7 separate regions of the Mus musculus genome follow, and regions 1, 2, 3, 4, 5 and 6 are each linked to region 7. A link is a contact called in public HiChIP or PLAC-seq and promoter capture Hi-C data. All regions are on one chromosome and are shown on one strand. Each heading gives the region's core, a stretch centred on a gene start, on an enhancer-like site or on the middle of the called end of the contact. The rest is flanking DNA. Distances are from core to core; before and after follow the strand shown.

The links. Promoter capture Hi-C pulls out the DNA fragments that hold promoters and counts their contacts. HiChIP or PLAC-seq counts read pairs in DNA pulled down with a chosen protein or histone mark. Capture Hi-C pulls out chosen DNA fragments and counts their contacts.
Region 1: an H3K27ac HiChIP or PLAC-seq map of embryonic stem cells shows a contact between it and region 7, with 8 times the contacts expected there. The contact joins the promoter of Tmpo here to the promoter of Utp20 in region 7. A contact is called at or near these places in 2 of 39 promoter capture datasets (embryonic stem cells and liver), 2 of 484 Hi-C or Micro-C datasets (both in embryonic stem cells) and 1 of 115 datasets of contacts at active chromatin or transcription factors (embryonic stem cells).
Region 2: a contact with region 7 is called in a promoter capture Hi-C map of hippocampal neurons, with 16 times the contacts expected there. The contact joins the promoter of Prdm4 here to the promoter of Utp20 in region 7. A contact is called at or near these places in 6 of 39 promoter capture datasets (the 3T3-L1 cell line, hippocampal neurons, liver and 2 more), 2 of 115 datasets of contacts at active chromatin or transcription factors (astrocytes and embryonic stem cells) and 2 of 9 other capture datasets (adipose tissue and liver).
Region 3: a contact with region 7 is called in a promoter capture Hi-C map of liver, with 8 times the contacts expected there. The contact joins the promoter of Pwp1 here to the promoter of Utp20 in region 7. A contact is called at or near these places in 7 of 39 promoter capture datasets (the 3T3-L1 cell line, embryonic stem cells, hippocampal neurons and 3 more), 2 of 484 Hi-C or Micro-C datasets (B cells and liver), 1 of 115 datasets of contacts at active chromatin or transcription factors (embryonic stem cells) and 1 of 9 other capture datasets (embryonic stem cells).
Region 4: a contact with region 7 is called in a promoter capture Hi-C map of adipose tissue, with 2.6 times the contacts expected there. The contact joins the promoter of Ttc41 here to the promoter of Utp20 in region 7. A contact is called at or near these places in 8 of 39 promoter capture datasets (the 3T3-L1 cell line, the C10 cell line, embryonic stem cells and 4 more), 1 of 484 Hi-C or Micro-C datasets (embryonic stem cells), 4 of 115 datasets of contacts at active chromatin or transcription factors (astrocytes and embryonic stem cells) and 2 of 9 other capture datasets (adipose tissue and liver).
Region 5: a promoter capture Hi-C map of hippocampal neurons shows a contact between it and region 7, with 6 times the contacts expected there. The contact joins the promoter of Rtcb here to the promoter of Utp20 in region 7. A contact is called at or near these places in 2 of 39 promoter capture datasets (hippocampal neurons and pre-B cells), 1 of 115 datasets of contacts at active chromatin or transcription factors (large pre-B cells) and 2 of 9 other capture datasets (adipose tissue and liver).
Region 6: a promoter capture Hi-C map of pre-B cells shows a contact between it and region 7, with 6 times the contacts expected there. The contact joins the promoter of Fbxo7 here to the promoter of Utp20 in region 7. A contact is called at or near these places in 4 of 39 promoter capture datasets (hippocampal neurons, liver and pre-B cells) and 1 of 484 Hi-C or Micro-C datasets (CD4 T cells).

The regions. Positions count from the first base shown.
Region 1 is chr10:91,170,242-91,172,985 of GRCm38.p6, forward strand. Tmpo (thymopoietin) reads right to left here and starts at 1,378. Exons shown (of 4, transcript NM_011605.3): 1 at 797-1,378. The coding sequence starts at 1,072.
Region 2 is chr10:85,915,384-85,918,277 of GRCm38.p6, forward strand. Prdm4 (PR domain containing 4) reads right to left here and starts at 1,603. Exons shown (of 12, transcript NM_001302886.1): 1 at 1,425-1,603; 2 at 1,141-1,346.
Region 3 is chr10:85,870,436-85,873,158 of GRCm38.p6, forward strand. Pwp1 (PWP1 homolog, endonuclein) reads left to right here and starts at 1,396. Exons shown (of 15, transcript NM_133993.3): 1 at 1,396-1,579. The coding sequence starts at 1,508.
Region 4 is chr10:86,704,309-86,707,083 of GRCm38.p6, forward strand. It overlaps Ttc41 (tetratricopeptide repeat domain 41), which reads left to right and starts at 1,503. Exons shown (of 16, transcript NM_001003910.2): 1 at 1,503-1,709. It overlaps Hsp90b1 (heat shock protein 90, beta (Grp94), member 1), which reads right to left and starts at 1,136. Exons shown (of 18, transcript NM_011631.1): 1 at 999-1,136; 2 at 1-88. The coding sequence starts at 1,047.
Region 5 is chr10:85,956,510-85,959,209 of GRCm38.p6, forward strand. Rtcb (RNA 2',3'-cyclic phosphate and 5'-OH ligase) reads right to left here and starts at 1,284. Exons shown (of 12, transcript NM_145422.4): 1 at 1,106-1,284. The coding sequence starts at 1,198.
Region 6 is chr10:86,020,650-86,023,447 of GRCm38.p6, forward strand. Fbxo7 (F-box protein 7) reads left to right here and starts at 1,280. Exons shown (of 9, transcript NM_153195.2): 1 at 1,280-1,495. The coding sequence starts at 1,374.
Region 7 is chr10:88,825,500-88,828,199 of GRCm38.p6, forward strand. Utp20 (UTP20 small subunit processome component) reads right to left here and starts at 1,315. Exons shown (of 62, transcript NM_175158.3): 1 at 1,107-1,315. The coding sequence starts at 1,151.

The DNA of each region.
Region 1 (2,744 bases), core at 128-2,627, 2.3 Mb after region 7:
GCCAGCAACCAAAAAAAAAAAAAAAAAGGCAAAATGATACACACCGGCAGGAACGCATCTTACATCTCACTGGCCTGAGGCATTCAAATTCAAATACTGATACATCAGTATGTCATAAACTTTTCTTTTTGCTTCCGGATCTTTACTTCCTCCAGCAAAAATCTTACAACGATAAAACAAAACGCTCACTAGCTGGGATTCTCCAGGATGTCTACGGGAACAAACTTTTCCAAATGCAACGTACTTAAAACGTCCCGTTTACAGTACAGCAAACCCACTTAAGGCGGGGCCTGATGACTGGAAGAATATGACACGCGAGGAAACAAAACGGTTCAAAAAGCCCTCCATCTGTTTAAAAAAAAAAAAAAGTCAACAACATAAAAAGGCGGGAATGCCTTTATTTAAAAAAAAAAAAAAAAAAGGCCAGAAATGACTATGTCGCAAACTGCCCTCCAGGGAGCGCTCTGACACTGTTGCGAGTCACTTCGGCGCTAAAGCGGGAAAACGCTACAACTTCACCTCGCGCGCCGGGGGCCAAGCCTGTCGGGCTTTAGAAAACGGCTCGGAAGGCCGCGTCTACACCCACTCCGGACCGTGCACCCGGCCCGAGCAGCCAAGCAGCACAGCCGGGGCGGCTCGCACCGAGGACTCCCCTCTCCGCGCCTTCCCCGGCGGCCTCGCGATCGGGGCGCCGCCGCGGGCACGGGGAACCCCGCGAGGGGGCCAGCCCCGCCGCCGAGCACGCGCCGCGGCCGCCAAACGCCCGTCTCCGCGGCCCCGGGGGGGTTCGCCTTACCCTGCCGACGGCGCCGCGGCCGCGACCCACGGAGGCCCCGGAGCCGAGCACCGGCGTGGGCTCGCGCTCCTCGTCGCTCGAGAAGTCGGGCGGCCCTTTGCTGTTGGCTCCCGCGGCGAGCGGCGGCCGGTTGCGCGCCGTGAGGTGCTGCAGGTAGAGCTGCACGTACACGTCCTTGCGCTGCTCGCCGGCCGGGAGCGTCACGTTGTTGGCGACCAACTCGCTCTTCAACTTGTCTTTGGTCAGGACCGAAGGGTCCTCTAGGAACTCCGGCATCTCGTCCCCCTCCTTCTCTCCTCCCCGGCCCCTCACAGTCGCCGCCGCCGCTGCTCACGCCGGCGCGCTCGCTCGCTGGTCCCGGGGGCTGCGCCCGCCGCCTCGGGAGATCCCTGCCCCGGAGCGGCGCCGCGGGCACGGCACAGAACTCGGGACACAAAACCCAGGTCCGGCCCCCGCCACAAAAAGCCCCTGGCGCACGACTGGGGAGCAAGTGCAGCCGAACCCGGAGCCCGCAGCGAGCCGAGCCCATACACAAGCTAGTGCGTGGGGTGGGGTGGGGGGAGCCTGGCTCGCGCACGCCCCAAGAACGCGCGCCGCCATTGGCGGGCGCCCGGAGGAAGCGCGCCACCCATTGGCTGGGCGGCTCGCGCGGGTTCCAGCCGCCGCGGCGCAGGGCGAGAGGTGCAGAAACGCAGTTTAAAAGGCGCTCGGGCGGGAGCTCGGGCGCGGGGCCCGCTGTTTCCTCGGCTCTCCGCCCTTCCCCTCGGACGCTGATAAGGGATGGGCGGTACTGGGTTTGCACGCTGTTTCCCTCTCTCCTGGCCCCCTGCACCGGAGAAGCCTCGTCCCGGCCTCGATCGCCTTCGGACGGGCGGAGTTCTGCGCCAGCTCTCTTGAGGACCCTTTGCCCGGGCCTGGCTCCTTCCCGGGACACCGAGCCCCCCTGAAGAATGGCGGCCGACTGGCCTTGCCCCCTCCGAGTGCTGGCCCTGGAGGGGAAGCGTGAAAACCAGACAGGCTGTGGTGCGGGATGCGCAGGAAGTCAAATCCCCTCGGTTCGCAAACGCTTCTTTTGTCTGGAATCTAGGGAAAGCCAGACTTCCACAGCTGAAGGTTTCCATACAGCTTTAGTTTGTTACAAAATTGCATTTTTAAGTCTCCCTTTGCCTTCTTTTACCAAACCCTTTGGTTTCCATAGTTCTTGGGGCTTAAAACAAATGCCTTCTTTGTATTTTTAAGCCGTCTAGGTTAAGACCCCCACCCCAAGCACCAAGGATTTCCCCTAACTTCATCAAACCTAATGTTTGGTAATGGAACAAGATGAAACGCAACATTTAGAAAGTCTCTAGTATTCAACTTTATGTGCCTGTAGTGGTGCATACTAATTTTTTAATTTTAGAGGGAGCCAGGAACCCTGTAAAACTCATGCTGCTGATTCAAGTTAGCGTCTCAAATGTGCCACAGTTCTGTTTTCTGGAACACAATACTGACCAGAAATGTTTCCTATTAACAAATTACATATATGGGCGAACATGATCAGAGTTAAATTTATGTAAAAAGTCCGCAATAAGATGTGTAGTTAATAAACGCTAATGAGCCGGGCGTTGGTGGCGCACGTCTTTAATCCCACCACTTGGGAGGCAGAGGCAGGTGGATTTCTGAGTTCGAGGCTAGCCTGGTCTACAGAGTGAGTTCCAGGACAGCCAGGGCTACACAGAGAAACCCTGTCTCGAAAACAAAAAAAAAAAAAAAACAAAAACAAAAATAAAAAGCGAATGAAAGCATGTATAGTGTTTCAATGTATCTAGGGTTTTGAACAATGTGAATGTCTACACAGGAAATGGTTCAGGACACTGCTCGTGAGAGGAAGCAGCTGACCTCAGATTCAGAGTCTCTTAATCATTCCCTCAGTGTCTTAAGCTCTAGATTATGTTCTATAAAAAAGCCT
Region 2 (2,894 bases), core at 353-2,852, 2.9 Mb before region 7:
GCTACTTTAGCAAAGTCTCTAGGCCCCAGCTAGTTTAAAACAGACTTCTCTAAATTCTCCCACCTGCAACCATACCTAAAATACAACCATCACTGGAACCACAAGGCCTAAATACAACATACAGATTACAGTAACTTATTAGAGCAGAGTTAAGTGTGTGGCTTCACCTCCTATTCTTAAAGCTCCTGAACGTCTATACAATGTCATCATCAATAATAACTCGTGTGAAATTCTGGACCTTCTCACACCCGTTCAAACAAGACTTTAGTAACAGAGGCTCAGCAGATTTCTGTTTGATGTGAGTCCCCAAAACGTGATGGCCTCAACAGCCATAAACCAAAGGTCACAAGTACTCAAAGACAGAAGACACCAGGAAGGAATGCTGCACACAGTGACTCCCAAGGGACCTTCCCCTTCAACAAGGCACAGCCATTCTACCAACCTCATATCACCGTCCTAAGAAGGCCTAAAGGATACTGAGTTCTTTCTGTCTTGTCACTGTGTCTTCTGCCAATTATTCTTAGCTGTTTTTATGTTTCTAACTGACCGAAGTTGATCAATTGTTGGTTGCAAACCTCGCGCTGTTTTCTGGAAATGACATTTAAGAAACTAACAGGAATACAGCCACTTTACAAAATGCATCAACCAGCTCCAATAATTTCAGTCAATACGTTTTCTCTTCCCCGCTATATTGACAGCCTTTTAAAAGCTTTTGGGGGCGGGGGGGGGGGGAACCCAGCTAAATACTGCTCCGTCTTTACTACTCCGCTAACACAGTACCTTCTAGTTCAGGAGACTTGCACAATTTAAAAACTTCACCTCCGCACTCCACCATCCCTGGCTACAGTAACCCGCAAACCCCCAAAGGTGAAGAACTATGATACTACAGTAACATTCCAAATTAAAATAGCGAAAGCTAAAATACGACAGGAAAGAGGTGCCAAGCAGCTAACAATGTACGGCTACTCAGAACAATCACCCCAGGAACCAACTAGTACTCTGGATATTTCTATTGGGTTCAGGTGCTCAAATCCATTTACGCGTCACACGTGTGGCCCGAAGGCACCCAAACAAAGACTGAGTCTCCGGCGGCGTCCGCCCCGCTCCCTCGGCCCTGCCTTGGGGACCTGCCCTGCTCACCTGCACGTCCAGGGCAGGGGGCCGGCGGCTGCTAGGTGCGCGATGGGGCCGGTGTCACGTGCTACCACATCCCGCCGGTGGCCGCGCCTCCCCGCACTGCCCGACGTCTCCGAGGGCCGGCGGCTGCGCTCCGCGGCGAGGGCCCGGCATGCTGGGCGGCGCCCGGGGCTGTTTTCCCAGAAGCGCTGGCAGCCGGACTGGCCGACCTGGAAGAAGAGAAGAGCGATCAGCCGTGGCCTTTCCCTGCCCCGGGCCGCTCGAGCCCGCCCCGCCGCGTCGCCCACCTGAGGCCCGCGCTGGGGAGCACTGGCCCGGCCGCCTGGCTCGTCATCGGGCCGAACGTCGGCCCGGACGCTCCTGCCTCCCGGGACCCCGCGCCCGGTTTACAGCTCTCCTAACATTTCCCGCCCGGCCCCGCCCGGTCAGGCCCGCCGCCTTCACGGGGCCGCACCCTCGGGGGCGCCTTTCCGGCTTCTCAGCCACTCCGGGCCCGTTTCCGGCTTCCCAGCCACTCTGCGTCCGTGCTACCTGCCTACGGCCTGCGCTCCGACCCGCTCTTCCGGGGATACGCACCGCCCCCTCTCTGCGTGTGGAGAACCGCAGAGCCCCGGGAGTGGGCGGGCTTAGAGACGCTCCACCCAGAGTGTTGCAGCTCAGCTGGGTGCCGATCCAATCGAGGGCCGAATAATCGCTCCGCCGTTGCTAGGAGACCAGAACTGATACACGTGCTAGGGGTGCGTTCTGAACTCCAACGTTCTCCAGACTCTGCTTTTCTGTCCAGATGGCATGGCCTCAAGTAGGGAAGCATGAATCCACATAACACAACGTTTTTAAATATAGGATTGGGCCAGACGGCGGTGTGGCCCAGGAGTAATCGGGTTTCGATTCTGAAACTCTTTTACCCTGTGTGAAGTTTCCCTGCTCCCACATCATAAAAGATGATGTTGGGATTTGTGCAGGTGTTTTTCTTCTCTCTTTGCCTTCCCGTCCCTTCTGCACGGACAGGCACAGTGCTTACTTAGAATAATCATTGGAACCACAACATCTGCTCGGTAGCCAACTTTTGACATAATGTTTATTCATATGAGTGGGTGGGTGGATGTGAAAGCAAATGTGCATGTGTAAAAGAAGTTAGAGAACAACTTACACTCTCTTTCCCACATGTGGGTACCAGGGACTAAAGAGCCTTACCCTCTTTGCCACCTTGTCAGTCTATTTATGGCAATATCCCATACCCCACAATTCACTAATCATACCTAAGTATTTACCCAATACAGAAACATATACATGTGTGTATGTATGTATGTATGTACAAAGACATATGTACTAAGTTCCTTGCAACTTTGTTAATGATCTGTCATCAACCAATAAAGAGTTGCACTGAATCACCGTTGTGGAGCCCTAGGCAGCAATAAAAAGTAACAAGCTATTTGCATGTAGGTAGACCTCTAGAAGCTTTCTACACTGAGCAAAAAAACATCAGAAACAAAAGACTAGAAGTCTGTATAAAATTCTAGAAAAGGCCAAGACTTTACTAACAGCTCTGATGGATGTTGGAAGTTAGTGATAGGTGAAGAGATGAAATTGCCTATATAGAAAGACAGACATGAGGGACCATTTTGGATAATGGTTACATGCCTGTATATGTTTATAAAGATTGATCAAATAGTAAAGATTGGTGAGTTTTGTCATGTGTAAAAATGCATTTAAAAAGTAAGAGGTGGGGCATAGTGGTGCACACGAGTACTACCAAT
Region 3 (2,723 bases), core at 146-2,645, 3.0 Mb before region 7:
CACCAGCAATCCAAATAACCCAATTAAAAAATGGCGTACAGAGCTAAACAGAGAATTCTCAGAGGAATCTCAAATGGCAGGGAAGCACTTCAAGAAATGTTCAAAGTCCTTAATCATCAGGGAAATGCAAATCAAAACAACTCTAAGGTTCCACCTTACATCCATCAGAATGTCTAAGATAAAAAAAAAAAACTCATGAGATAGCATATGCTGGTGAGGATGTGGAGCAAGGGGAGCAGTCTTTATTGCTGGTGGGAGTACAAACTTATACAATCACTTTGGAAATCAACTTGGCAGTTTCTCAGAAAACTCAAGACCCAGCCATACCACTTCTGGGCATGTACTCAAGAGATGTTCCATCATCCCACAAAGATGCTTGTTCATCAATGTTCATAACAGTTTTATTTGTAATAGCCAGAAACAGGAAACAACCTAGATATCCCTCACCTGAAGAATGGATAAAGGCATGGTACATCTACACAATGGAATACTATTCAACTATTAAAACCTAAGGCATCATGAACTTTGCAGGCAAATAGATGGAACTTGAGAATATCATCCTGAGTGAGATAACCCAGTCCCAAAAGGGCATGCATGGTGTGTACTCAGTGATAAGTGGATATTGTCCATAAAATACAGGTACCATGGTCCACTTCACAGAACCAAAGAAACTAAACAAGAAGGAAGACTCAATCAAGGAAGCTTGAATCTCACTTAGAAGAGGGAATAAAATAGTCATAAGAGGCTGATGGAGGGAGGGAACTGGGAGAGAGGGGAAATGGGGGATTCAGGATCAGGCATGGAGAAGAACAGGAGAGATAGCTATATGGCCATGAAAATGAATGGAAATCTGCAAAGTGGGGGGAAACCTGCATCTCCAGGACGAGACAAAGGCCTGGGATAAGGGAGGCTCCCAAGAATCAGTGGGGGGTGACCTTAGCTGTGACTCTCATTGGGGATGTGGAACCTGAAGAGGCCATCTCCTGTATCCAGAATGGAACTCCAATAGAGACACCAACCCACCCACAAAACTTTCAACTCAAAATTTATCCTGTCTACAAGAAATGCTGGCATAGGGGAGGGAGCAGAGACTGAGTGAATGGCCAACCAATAACCATTTCAACTTGAGACCCGTCCAGTGGGCAAGCACCAATCCCTAACACTATTAATGAAACTCTGCTATGCTTGCAGACAGAAGCATATTGTTCTCTGAGAGGCTCCCCCCAGTAGCTGATTCAGACAGATACAGACACAGCCAAACAGTGGATGGAGCTTGGGAACTCTTATGGAAGAATAGGAGGAAGGAGATAGAAACTCCACAGGAAGCAGTCGTAGATTTGCATACGGCCCCGCCCATCTCATGCAAATTCCCCTCCCCTTCCCCTTGGCGCCTGCGAGTGACGTCAGCGAGCGCCCGCGCCTGCGCGTTGTTCCCCTCCGCGGAGCTCAAGAGTAGTGTCTCCCAGCTCCCAGGGCTCCAACCTGCGCCGGGTTCAAACCGAAGATCATGAACCGCAGCCGCCAAGTGACCTGCGTGGCCTGGGTCCGCCGCGGCGTGGCCAAAGAGACTCCAGACAAGGTGAGGCCTGTGTATGGGGAGATGCCACGGCATGGCCGTGGGCTCGGCCCCGTCTGGGGCAGCACGCGCCCAGCAGGAGCCACGCGATGGGACCTGCCAGGTTGGCCGGGACTGTAGCCATGTGAGGTGTGGCTCCGGTGACCCGGGCGAGCAGAGACCGCGCGCCCCTTCCCTGCCCGGAGCGGGAACCCCGATCCCATCCCTGAGATGCACGAACACGTGGACTTTTTGTGCACTGGGAAGGGGCGGGGGTGTTTGCTTGTTACGAGTTTCTTACGGTGATCCGGATAAAACGTTATGGGGCAGAGAGAACAAGGTGTCAGTGTAACACAGTATGAAGGAAGTTGTACAAAAGCTGGAGACCGTGGCAAAGGAAGCCGGTTACTCAGGCGGTTTTGTTCATTACACAGTGTTTTCTGCAAGCCAAGCGGAGCCTGGAGTTCCGGGATATGTTGGAGCGATATAGGGCAAAGCCCTGTTCTTGACTTTCGGGATGTCAGGGGTTGTAAGTGTCCTAAAAGAAGTGAAGGGGTTGCTATGGGTGTAATTGTCTGAGTAGTGACAACTCGATATGTGATAGACGTGGGAGTGGCCTCGACATGAATTTACATGCGGTGAGGGATGGAAATACTCCTTATAGGTGTAAATTCTACCAGAGTGCAGGTAGTGTTTAGTCACTGTTTTCTCTGGTGTTTTGCCAACAGCAAGCAAGCAGTGTATATTTATAGGATAGGGACAACACTTGCCTTATTAAAAATTCTCCAAAAGAAAATTGTTTTCATTTTAAAAGGGCCATACACAGCTTTCGAAGTATTAAGAGAGTCTTAAAAATCCCTAGTTGTCATGCCCCAACCCCAAGCAATACAAATACCTTTGTGTGTGTGTATGTGTATGTATGTATGCCCATGTTCATGTGTTTGTGTATGTGTGCGCTGTCTGATTGAACCCAGCGTTAGTCAATCGAGATAGAGTGGCTGGCCAAGGCACCAGAAATTCTCGTCTCTGTAGTCCCTAGTGCTGGGATTACAGGTGTCCCCTACACTACACCCAGCTTTTGAGTGGCTTCTGGGATGGAACTTAGATCCACATGCTTGCTCAACAAAAGCTTTACCGACTGACCTCCGGCCTTCCCCGGAGTTTTTCA
Region 4 (2,775 bases), core at 253-2,752, 2.1 Mb before region 7:
TCATCTGTCCTTGAGCCTTCTCGGCTTTTACCCAGGTCCTCTTCCACTGTGCCATCCACGTCGACTTCATCATCAGCTCTGACGAACCCTGGGGAGAAAGGTTACAACTCTCCACACTATTGCTTCCTCTCCTTCGCATAAAAAGCCATATCAACGGGGGCAAGAGTTAACACAATTCAGTAAGTAAATACAAGCTGTTGAGATGGAAGAATTATGTACTGACGTCAATAACCAATGTCAAGGTAAGTTTGCACGCTAAAGTTTAAATATGAATGCTCAAGACCCCCGTTGACTCTGGAAGGCCAGGCAGCCATCACGTGTGTCTATCCTAGGCAGTGAGAGAGGCCCCCGTCTACACCCACACGTGTTGCGCACAGCTGAGAGGAGGTCTCTACACTGGCCAAGCCAAAACTTGGGCCTCACTTAGTTATCACAGGTCAGAATGCAAACAGGGTTTGTGCAACTTCTGTTGAGGGGAACTGAAATCCGGCCCAAAGGGGAAGACATGTCAAGGACAGCTCTTGAAGCACATCGGAATCAGATATTGGGCCACCGCCACGACGCTGGCCCGAGGGCCCACGCTCGCGAGTCGGGCGTTAGAAAACAGAAACGCGCTCCGGGAGTAGAGGGCAGGGGCTGGGGGTCCTCAGGCTCTGGTGGCCAAAGGTCGGACCTGATCACAAAAGTCCTTAGGGAGGGGTTCCAGGAAGGCTTCCCCCGGGAGTAGAGTCCGAGAGACCGCGCCCCGTCAGCGAGACTTCGGGGAGCGCTCTAGCACCATCCGCAGGGTATTTATTTAAATGCCCGGTCTCCAAGTCGCCTTTTCCCAGAGGCCTCAGGGAAAGCATCATCACCCAAGTCTCCTTCGAGGGAACGAGATGGTCCCTGAAACCCCTGTAGGCCACCCGGCGTCCCCAACCCAGGTTCAACGCCCCAAGAACGTTCGAGAAGCGGCCACACAGGAAGGGGAGGGCGCCCACTGCCGCCCGGTCACTCACCGAAGGTCAGCAGGACACAGCAGAGGCCCAACACCCACAGGACCCTCATGGTGCGTGGCCGGCGAGTCGCAAGTCCTTTTCGGTCTCAGGAGCCGCCTCCACCCCCCCAATCCCGAGTCTAAGCTCCTCACACCTCCAGCAGCGCGGTCCGCCCACTAAGCCGCGCGCAGGTCGGGCCGCTTTTCACCCCACTGCTTGCGGGCGGGGGACGGGAAACACGAACTCACCAATCGTGCCTCACCACGCACTCTCTGCACCCAATGGAGACGCATGGGGGGGGACCGCAGCCCGCCAATCGGAACTGTCCAGGTGCGGTGCCCGATGCCCGAAGCGTGGCTCCTTGCGATTGGGCTTGTCCAGCGGCTTTCCTCCAATCAGATGGCTCCGCGGGCCCTCACACACCGGGCCACCCTTTGGCCTGGGAAGCCTTGGTCCCTGAGGAAAACCGTCCAATGAACGTAGGCGCATAGCACGTCTGTCCATTCCTAGAGGTCCCGGGGAACCACTTCCGGCTTCTAGCGAACGTTTAGTCCGTGACTAGGGGAAACGGTAGCCAAGACAATGCGTCCTTTACCCTTTTCTCGTCTACGACGCGGGTCACGTTACGAGTCCTTTCAGCGCTACGTTCGCCGTCACCTTTCTTTTGGGCGTTTCTTTTCGCAAAAGAGAAATTTGTGAGGGGTTGAATATCCGGAATGCGTTTGGATGGTGGTGAGAAACTACAGTTTCCGGCATGCAACGCACTAATCTCATGAATGCTGGGAATTGTAGTCTCTGGCATCTAAGCCAGTTGCGTAGCTTGGCCCTTGCTTACTCCAATCTTGTGTCCGCGGGAAATGTCTCTGAGTGATTATAGGATTTCCACCTCATTCAGATTGCAGAATAGATCTGTGCTTGTTCTAGGACTCTAATGCACACAGTTTTCAGAGGCGGACCTGAAAAGCAGCCCCGCGTAGCCCTAGTCTCACCGTGTCAGAGGGTCAGCCCTGGATTCTGGGCTGGTGGTAGCACCCGGGTTTCCACGTCCGCTTTCTTGCGCGTCACTCAGGGTCCCTAGAGCCTTCAGTTACACTTGGCGTTGCGCTGCTCGCATTTCCTGTCCTCTCTGGTTTGGTTTGCAGTAGAGGGTGGCAGGGGCTCTCCAACCCCGAAGGAAACAAGGACCCAAGTTCCTTTGACATCCCCATAAATATCAAAGAATGACTGGGCAATCTAGAGCCTCTTTTGTGAATCAGCCAGAGAGCGCGGTGGTGAAGTCCAGGCTAGCATAGAACAGGAAAGAACTTATGCAGATACTTGAAAGCAAAAGCCGCAGAGCTTGCAAAACAGCCTGGATTGTGGCTTTGTAACTTCATAGAAACACCTTTCCGCCTTCCGAAAGATAGCAAAAGAGGCTCTTTCTGGTGAGGGAAGTCCCTAAGGCCAGCTTGTACGTTCCGAAATGTTTTCTAAGCTCTTTAGCCTCATTTTAACCAATTTTCCACCAGCACGCTTGCCTGCCTCTAACACATCCATTCCATCACCGCTTTCTCCAAGAAAATTCGAGTTGTTTTTTTTTTTTAGGCAATCCAGGTTCCCGAAGGCAAGCTTTTCAGTGACAATGTCATAGTCCCTTTGACAACTTCAAGAATTTAGACTTGTAGAACTTGAATCTGTGGTTTGGTGTTTACATAATGTGGTGATGGCTTATTTACATCTGTCTGATTTACCTACATTTGCCAAAGCATACAGAAATGTAAGACGAAGGCCTTATGCCTCTGTGCTTGTGTTTGTTGTT
Region 5 (2,700 bases), core at 34-2,533, 2.9 Mb before region 7:
AAATCTAATCAACGATCTTCAAAACGGAAAAACTGCTCACAAATTTCTGAGGCGATATGTCTATCATGATTTTGCTATTATATAACTTACGCATTATAAAAAGCATCATATATATATATATATATAATATGTATGTGTGTATAATATATATGTATATAATATATGCGTATATATATTATACACACACACACACACACGGATATAATGTACAATTTTCATGTGTCACTTAATAAATTAGCAAGACTCTACCAACCAGCCTTCCCTTCTTCCACACAACAAAGGAAAATACTGTTTCACTGCTGTGGACTTTTTCTCCCTAGTATACCTTGCAAAGTGGTGCAAGGCTTCTCTGTGTAACCAGTCCTGAATGGATCTTCCATTTCCCAGCCTCCAGGGATTATAGGCCCGAGCCACCAAGCGAAGCCTATCAGAAACTTTTTACTAAGACAAAGGACTGCAAATCTTTATTGCATTCTCATGGCATTTATGAGACGGTGTCACTTAACACATGTGCCAAAACCTCACAAGTGTTTTCTTCCTCAACGTTTATCGGAACTTTCGAGTACACACGGCGGTGGCGACAGCAGGCCCAGGGTTTCAGATCCTGGTCTCTGGCTCCCAAGCCTTCAGCTGAAACACATCATTCAGGCTGAGAGAAGTGGACTCGATACGAATTCAGGGTTGTCTTCCTAGATGGGTACAGATAAGTTACCCACCAACTCGGGGGTCCTCCGCCAAGAGCATATTAAAAGCTCGAATCATGCCGATTGTCGTTACGTTAAAACCCAGTTAAGTTTGGAGAATGCCATCTGTAAACGTTAACTAAATATCAGGACTCAAGAGAAACAGAGTTCCTGGCTGGCGGTGCCAACTTGGGAAAGTCCACAGAAATCTCGGAAGACCAGGAACACCGTGTCTGATGGTGCGTGGGGAAAACACGCGTGAGCCCCCACGCTGCGTCCGTCTGTCCTCGTGTGTGTGGACCTGGCGCGTGCAGTCTGCAGAGGAGGGAGACCTGGAACCCCGCAGCCCTGCGCTGGGCGGAGGCCGCCGGTTCGCGGCGGAGTCGCGGCCTGCAGCTCCCAAGGCCGCTGCCCCAACTCACCTGCATGTTGGGCACAAAGCCCTTCTTGATCCTCCAGCAGTTTTTATTGATCTTGTCCAAGAACTGTAGCTCATCGTTGTAGTTACGACTCATGGTGGCGGCGAGGCCAGCGATAGCTCCTGGCTACGCTTAGAAAGAGAAACCACCCCGCAGTCCACCCGCTCCACGCAGCGCCGCCTCTCAGGGCGCAGGCGCGACCAGCTCCGCTCCAGGAGGGAAGATGGCAAGCGCCGAGGCTCAAAACTCTTCGCGCGAGTCCTGATCATCTCGTTACAATGAATTACAGCGCTAGTCTTCACTTGCACTTCCCCCCCCTCTTTCTTTCTCTCCCTCTTTCTTTCTTTCTCTCTCTCTCTCTTCCTTCCTTTCTTCCTTTCTTTCTTTCTTTCTTTCTTTCTTTCTTCTTTCTTCCTTCCTTCCTTTCCTTCCTTTCTTTCCTTCTTCCTTTCTTTTCCTCTTTCTTTCTTTCTTTCTTTCTTTCTTTCTTCCCCTCTTTCTTTCTTTCCCTCTTTCTTTCTTTCTTTCTTTCTTTCTTTCTGTCTGTCTGTCTGTCTGTCTTTCTTCCTTCCTTCCTTCCTTTTTTCTTTCTTTCTTTCCTTTTCTTTCTTTTCCTCTTTCTTTCTTTCCCTCTTTCTTTCTTTCTTTCTTTCTTTCTCCCCCTCTTTCTTTCTTCCCCTCTTTCTTTCTTTCCCTCTATCTTTCTTTCTTCCCCTCTTTCTTTCTTTCTTTCTTTCTTTCTTTCTTTCTCTCTCTTTTTCCTTTCTTCCCCCCTCCCCCTTTCTCTCTCCCTCCCTCCCTTCACCCCCCCCCCTTTTTTAAAGTAAGATCTCGATACTTAGCCTTGGTGAGCCTATGTATCCGGGTTGGCTTCGAACTCTCACAGATACCCTTGCCAATGTCTCCTGACTGCTGCTATTGAAGACATACTGCTTTAAGAATGTTTTTGAGCTGCTCCTGAAACCTCTTCACCCTGGATCAGGTCAACTGCTATATAGAACATACAGTTTGGAGTTCATGCCCCATGAACATTAGTGAAACAGCTGAGCAAGATAAAATACTAATGACGTTTGCAATGTATCAGAATGAGATTGAAGATGTACAACAAACACTCCATTACAAAATGAGCATCCAAAAGAAGCATATCACAACACTGTATCATTTATTTCTACAAATGCTTGTGAAGGAAATCTGCTCTGGCCAGCAATTCCCTACAAAGATGGATAAATCCCTCTTTCAGGGATCACTGTGTTCCATAGCTTTGTTTGGACTGTGTCCTGTGTCTGTACCTTTAAACTTAATTGACTCTTGCTCTTGGGATAAGAAAGCTGGCAGTGATTTGCAGGATAGTCCTACCCTGTGAAAAACACCACCATAGCAATCAGGAAGACTTGGGTTCAGGTTCCGCCTATGCCATTACCACCTTTGTGTGATACATTCCTCTGTTTTCACTTCTATGAAATGGGATCATAATTATTCATAGTGGCTCTGAAGGTCACAGACATGAAACTGGAGGAGTAACTAGACCAGGATGTTAAGTACTTATACAGCCCTCTTCTATCCCCCAGTAACCTAAGGAGTTAAGCAAAGGGTGTGGT
Region 6 (2,798 bases), core at 30-2,529, 2.8 Mb before region 7:
GAAAAAAAAAAATCAGTCCCACAGATTCGAGGAGAAAGACCATCAACCCCAAACCATCATGGCCAAATTAATTAATCAAGCTTTTCTTGGTATGTATACATGGGCTGGACATAGGTAAGGTAAGATTGTAATAGTTCAGGAGTAGGGGGTTTCCAGATGAGGATTTGGCAGGCAAATAGGCATGTATTACCGAAGCAGAACATAAGCATACCAAGTTGGTCATAACAGCCTCTTGAAACAAAGACATGGTTGCAAGGTGGTTACAACAGGGTCACCATAATAACCTTTTAAAATAAAGGCATGGGGCAGTACAGAGCCATTTGTAGCTAAGGTTACAGGTGGGACATAGCCCAATCCTTGAGAAACCTAGTTTGTCTTTACTATAAGATGGCTTTTACGCCTGAGATGGAGGCAGTCTGGTTTATCAAGATTTATCGTGAGAAGTGAAGAGCTATACTGTTGTGGCCTTCAAATCCATTGGGAGAAACCAAAGACTTAGGCTCAATTCAAATTTATATTAAAATGAGTTTATGCTTACTGCTAGCAGAAGGAAGGCAGCTTTAGAGCCCAAACAGCATTCCATAGGGAAGGGGGACTAAGGATAAGATGGGGTTTTAAATTGGACATCAGAAAGGTGTATATTACAACTTACCACGAAATACAAGCTGGGCAGGAAAACTGTTTTACTTTCCTCAGTTGTTTCTCACCTTCCCGCTATATAGTAATTAAAAGATCATTTCATCCCTTTCCCATAGCGATAGTGAGTTTTAAAGAAGCAAAGGCAGCAGTTACTATCCTCACAGCCATTATCCTATTCTTATCTCACCTGCAGGTCTCTAGTACCTCCCAGGCATCCAACAGCCCTTAAGGGATCCCTGGCTCCACATTAACTTTCTTTAGTCATCACAGGGGACCTGTGTACATTATTTCTCAGGCAGGTCTGAGCACTCTAATGACAGGGATAGAGCAGTTCATTTCTGGGCACGGAAACCAGTGACATCAGGTTAGGGCCGTCTGTCATGTCTCCACACTGTTGGCAGCATTCCTTCCAGAGCTAAAGATCCTGCTTGCTGGGAGGGAAGGAACAAACTCGCTCACCCCAGCAGAAGCAGAAGCAGAAGCGTAGAGACTCAAGTGCGCCCAAGCAAACCCAGCGCCTGCGCCGTGCGCGCCTCGCCTCCAGGTGGCGATGTCGCGCGCCGAGCCAGCGATAGGGAAGCGCAGGCGCTCGGCCCTCCGCTCGAGCGGAAGGCTCTAGGGGGCGTAGTCGACCGAGCGGCGAGCGCTGGGGATTCCTCGGGAGCGCAGGCCCGGAGCTCCTTGCTTTCGGTTTCTTCCCGGGGCCGACCGAAGCTTGCGGTCCGACTCTCGCCATGAAGCTGCGCGTGCGGCTTCAGAAGCGGACCCAGCCGCTCGAGGTGCCGGAGTCGGAGCCAACGCTCGGGCAGCTGCGCGCGCACCTCAGCCAGGTCCTGCTGCCCACGTTGGGGTTCAGGTGAGCCGCGTCGCTGTCGTGGGGCTCGGGGGATGGCGCGCTTCGAGCGGTCACGTGAGGCCCGGGCCTCCCGGGTGTAGCTGCACTGGGCGCCTGTGACTGTGACGCTCGGCAGCTGGGTGCTGGCCGGGGTCCGGCTCCGAGAGACCATGGCCCAGCCTCCCCCGGGTGCCGCTGTCCTCCCCGGTGAGTAGTCACTTCCGGGGTTTCGGTCGCTGCGGCCCCGAGGGCGGGAAGGGAACTCGGGAAGCTTGGCTTGCGTTAAATCTCCCGGTGTTAACTTGAGTTTACCTCTGCGGTTGGGATAGTTCAGTGGTTAAATCGGAAAAGCATCGTGCTCAAGGTGACAAAAGTCTTGACACCTTAGGTCACTGTAATTTGTGCCACTGCCCAAGGCTACAGTAACTTTAAAAACAGCTGAGCGTGCAAGTGGCAGACTGCACCTAACTGTAACTTTCTCACTTTCTCACTGTAAGGGTTCAGGAAGTACGCCTGTCAGCGGGCATTCTCTGGGTGAGAATGTTGCTTTTTTTTCACGAATAGAGGCATGACCCTAGAGAGCTTACAGTTTCATGGCAAGTTGAAAAAGGATTAGGTTCTATTACTAATTTATGGGGTTCTATTACTAATTTTTGCAGATGAAGCGTCTGTGTTTCTGCAGAAGATAGTTTCAGGACATAGAGAGATAACTGTATGGACGACCCACTTCAAGTGCTGAGCTAGAAATTTGAACTAGTGAAGAAAAAAAAAATTAAAAAGATGGGCTCTGGGGCTTCTAAAGGGAAAAATTTTCAAAGAAAAACGTTTCCCATTAATTGGCATTTTAAATAAGCCTTTTCACTTTATTTGTAGGGAGTTAAGCAAAGTGAGACCCTGAATAGATTTTTTCACCCTTCCTCCCTGCTCCCATCCCCCCATTAAGTGAGCCTGAGCTACACCTTTATTCTAGCGCTCTGGAGGAAGAGGCAGGGTTCAAGGTCAGCCTGGTCTACATAGCAAGTTCCAGACCAGCCAGTGTTACATTGTGAGACCCTGTCTAATAAGATAATAATGTTAGCCAAACCATTAAAAAAAGAGCATTTTTTCATATTAAAAGAAAATATGTTGCTGTATTATATATAATATATATTTCCATATAATGGTGACCTACCCACATGTTACTTATTGGTGTAAAACCAAGTGTTTTCAATGTTGATAACAGTTATCTCTCCTCACACTTTGAGAATTCAATTTTTAAGGTATTTACAAGTAGTCTTACTTCTCAGTTAAGCAGGGCAGTTTTGAAAGGGTTGGAAACCCAAGA
Region 7 (2,700 bases), core at 65-2,564:
TGCAGAGAAAAAGCATATTTAAGACATATTAGCATTCAATGCTTATCAGGTTTTGATATCTGCTGGAGTAAAACTACACCATAATCACATCAAATTCTGAACACAGAACGTTTTAGAGCTTCAGTGAGCAACCTCTGGACCATCACCACAAACAACAGTACCCTTAGCGTATCATTTCAGACCCGTGGTTTCTATTGGTCATAAAATATGTAACTTTTTAAAATAAGAGCAGCTATTACTTATGAAACACAAAAGGTAAATGTAAGAACTCTAAACAAAAGCAGTTACTACTTGAAGATAATAAATACTTGTACTTTTTGCATAACTTACTTCATCTGTATTTCTTTTTTCTTTTAACTTAAGTACCCTTGGAACAGGCTATGTAGCCAACGATGACCTTAAAATTTAAGTTCAGACCCTCTTGCTTCTACATCCCCAGGTCTGGGGTAACAGGCATTTAGCCATCACACCTGTTTTTGTTGTAACTGTTGTTGTTTTTAATGGGGATCCAACCTAGGGCTCCCTGAATGTTATTCAAACACTCCACCAACCGATCTACCTCCTACATTATGTTTTATCAAATACAATTTCCACACAGACTGGAACCTGGACGAACGCTTTCACACCACACCGAAAGCACAGGGATCTCGCTAAGTTGTGGGAACAGGTATATTTTTTAAAAACAGACAGACTCAGTTACAAAAGGGCTTGGAAAGGCATTATAAAGTACAACAGTAGCCAGCAGAAGTCATTCGCCACTTGCCAGCTCGCTCTACCCTCCTCTGTTCAGTCTTTAAAGTTAGAAGGGGGACTCGGTTGCAGACGATCCCCTGGGCCAATCAATTTGAGCCTGGAGTGAAGGGAGTTGCCCAGACAGGCCAGATCTCACCGCTAAAAGGCGGACTCTGGAATTCAAGTTTCCTCACTCCCCTGCGAACTAATGTTTTTTTTTTTTTTTTATACTGGCATAGTCTCCCATTTTCGCCAGAGCCCCGGGCAAGCGATTCCGGCTCTGCCCGGACTTGCAGGCCCTGGGGTTAAGGCGATCAGCTGGTCAGGCAGAGGCAGGGCGAACCGCGGCTCCGGGCCCAAACTCCCGCGCTCACCCGGTATGTGTTCTCGGTCTTGTGCGAAAGTGGCTTTGGCTTCATGGCTGCGGCGGGACAGCGGCCCGCGAGGGTCTCAGGACGACAGGAAGGGATCCGCGGGCACTGCGGAGGAGAAAGTTACTCCCACGCGGTACTCTCCAATGCTCCGGTGCCTGCTTTTCCTCACGTGTAGTTAGTGCCGCTGGGCGCCGCCATGTTGGAAAGCCAGGATGTGTGGGTCATGTGGGCGGAAGAGGCGGGCCGAGCATGCGTGCTCTTCCTGATTGTCAGTCGTGCAGTTTGCGGATGTACAGTTTTTGCTACATGAGAAGTTGGCCAACACAAAACAAACTCAGTGGTATTTTTGTGGACGTTTTGTTTTGTTTTGGACATTGTTTGTCATATTTGTCATTTGCCTGTTGGTCTTGATTTTCGTTTTTGTAGATTGGTGGTGATGGTGGGGTTTGGTTTGGTTTGGTGTTTTGTTTTTTCAAGACAGGGTTTCTCTAATCCTGGCTGTCCTGGAACTCACTGTGTAGACCAGGCCGGCCTCGAACTCAGAAATCCGCCTACCTCTACCTCCCAAGTGCTGGGATTAAAGGCTTATGCCACCACTGCCCAGCGTCCTTCCTTCCTTCCTTTCTTTCTTTCTTTCTTTCTTTCTTTCTTTCTTTCTTTCTTTCTTTTTTAAGAGAGAAGAATGTACAGTTGAATGGGTTGGGAGAATCTGAGAGGAGTTGGGAAAGGGAAAAACACGATCAAAATATATTGTATGAAAATTTTTAATAAAAAGGATAAAAGGGTTTTATTATAGAAAGAAAGCATAACCGTCACAACCTAGCATTAACTGCTGCTCGATACATACCGTGCACCATCAAAAGCTGTTTCCACCCATAATACAGTAATGCTGGTTATAAACTCAAAACGTGAAGTGTATGTTTGTTTGTTTTTTTTAAGCCCCCTTGGCATGCAAGGAAACCAAAGTTGGGCATCTTGTAAGTGACGATCTTCATTCACACGCAGACTCCGAGGTCCAGGTTTTAGTTTAGTACTAGAAAATAAAATCTGGCTCTTCACGAATGCCAGGAAGCAGCTCTACCACTAAGCTAGATCCTACAGCTCTTAATCATATATATAGAGAGAGTGTGTGTGTACAGTCGATGAGCCATGGAGTTATTTGCACAAAAATTGATGGAGGAAGGTCCAAGTGCAAAGTCCTTGAGATAAGATTTCATCCTAGCCTGGCTTGTGAGTAGTCAGAGCCCATCATGGGTAGAATACAGTGAATCAAGATATCTTTGCCTCCATTTATTACCTTTCCCATTGTAATCCATTTTAATCCATGGGAGTTCTGGGTATTTCTTCAAATCATGAAACAGTTCCCATGACTTTTGAACTGGGTTTGGTTGGCCAATCCATCATCATTTTATATTTTCTGTCCCCATGAGTTTTGTTTTGTTTTGTTTTGAGACAAAGTTTTTTTGTATAGCCTTGGCCATCCTTTCACTGTAGCCCAAGTGGGTTTCAAACTCAAAGAGCCCCCTGTCTCTGCTACTCAGTGCTGGGATCAGAAGTGTGCACCACCAATCACCACCCAGCTCCCTTCCTCATG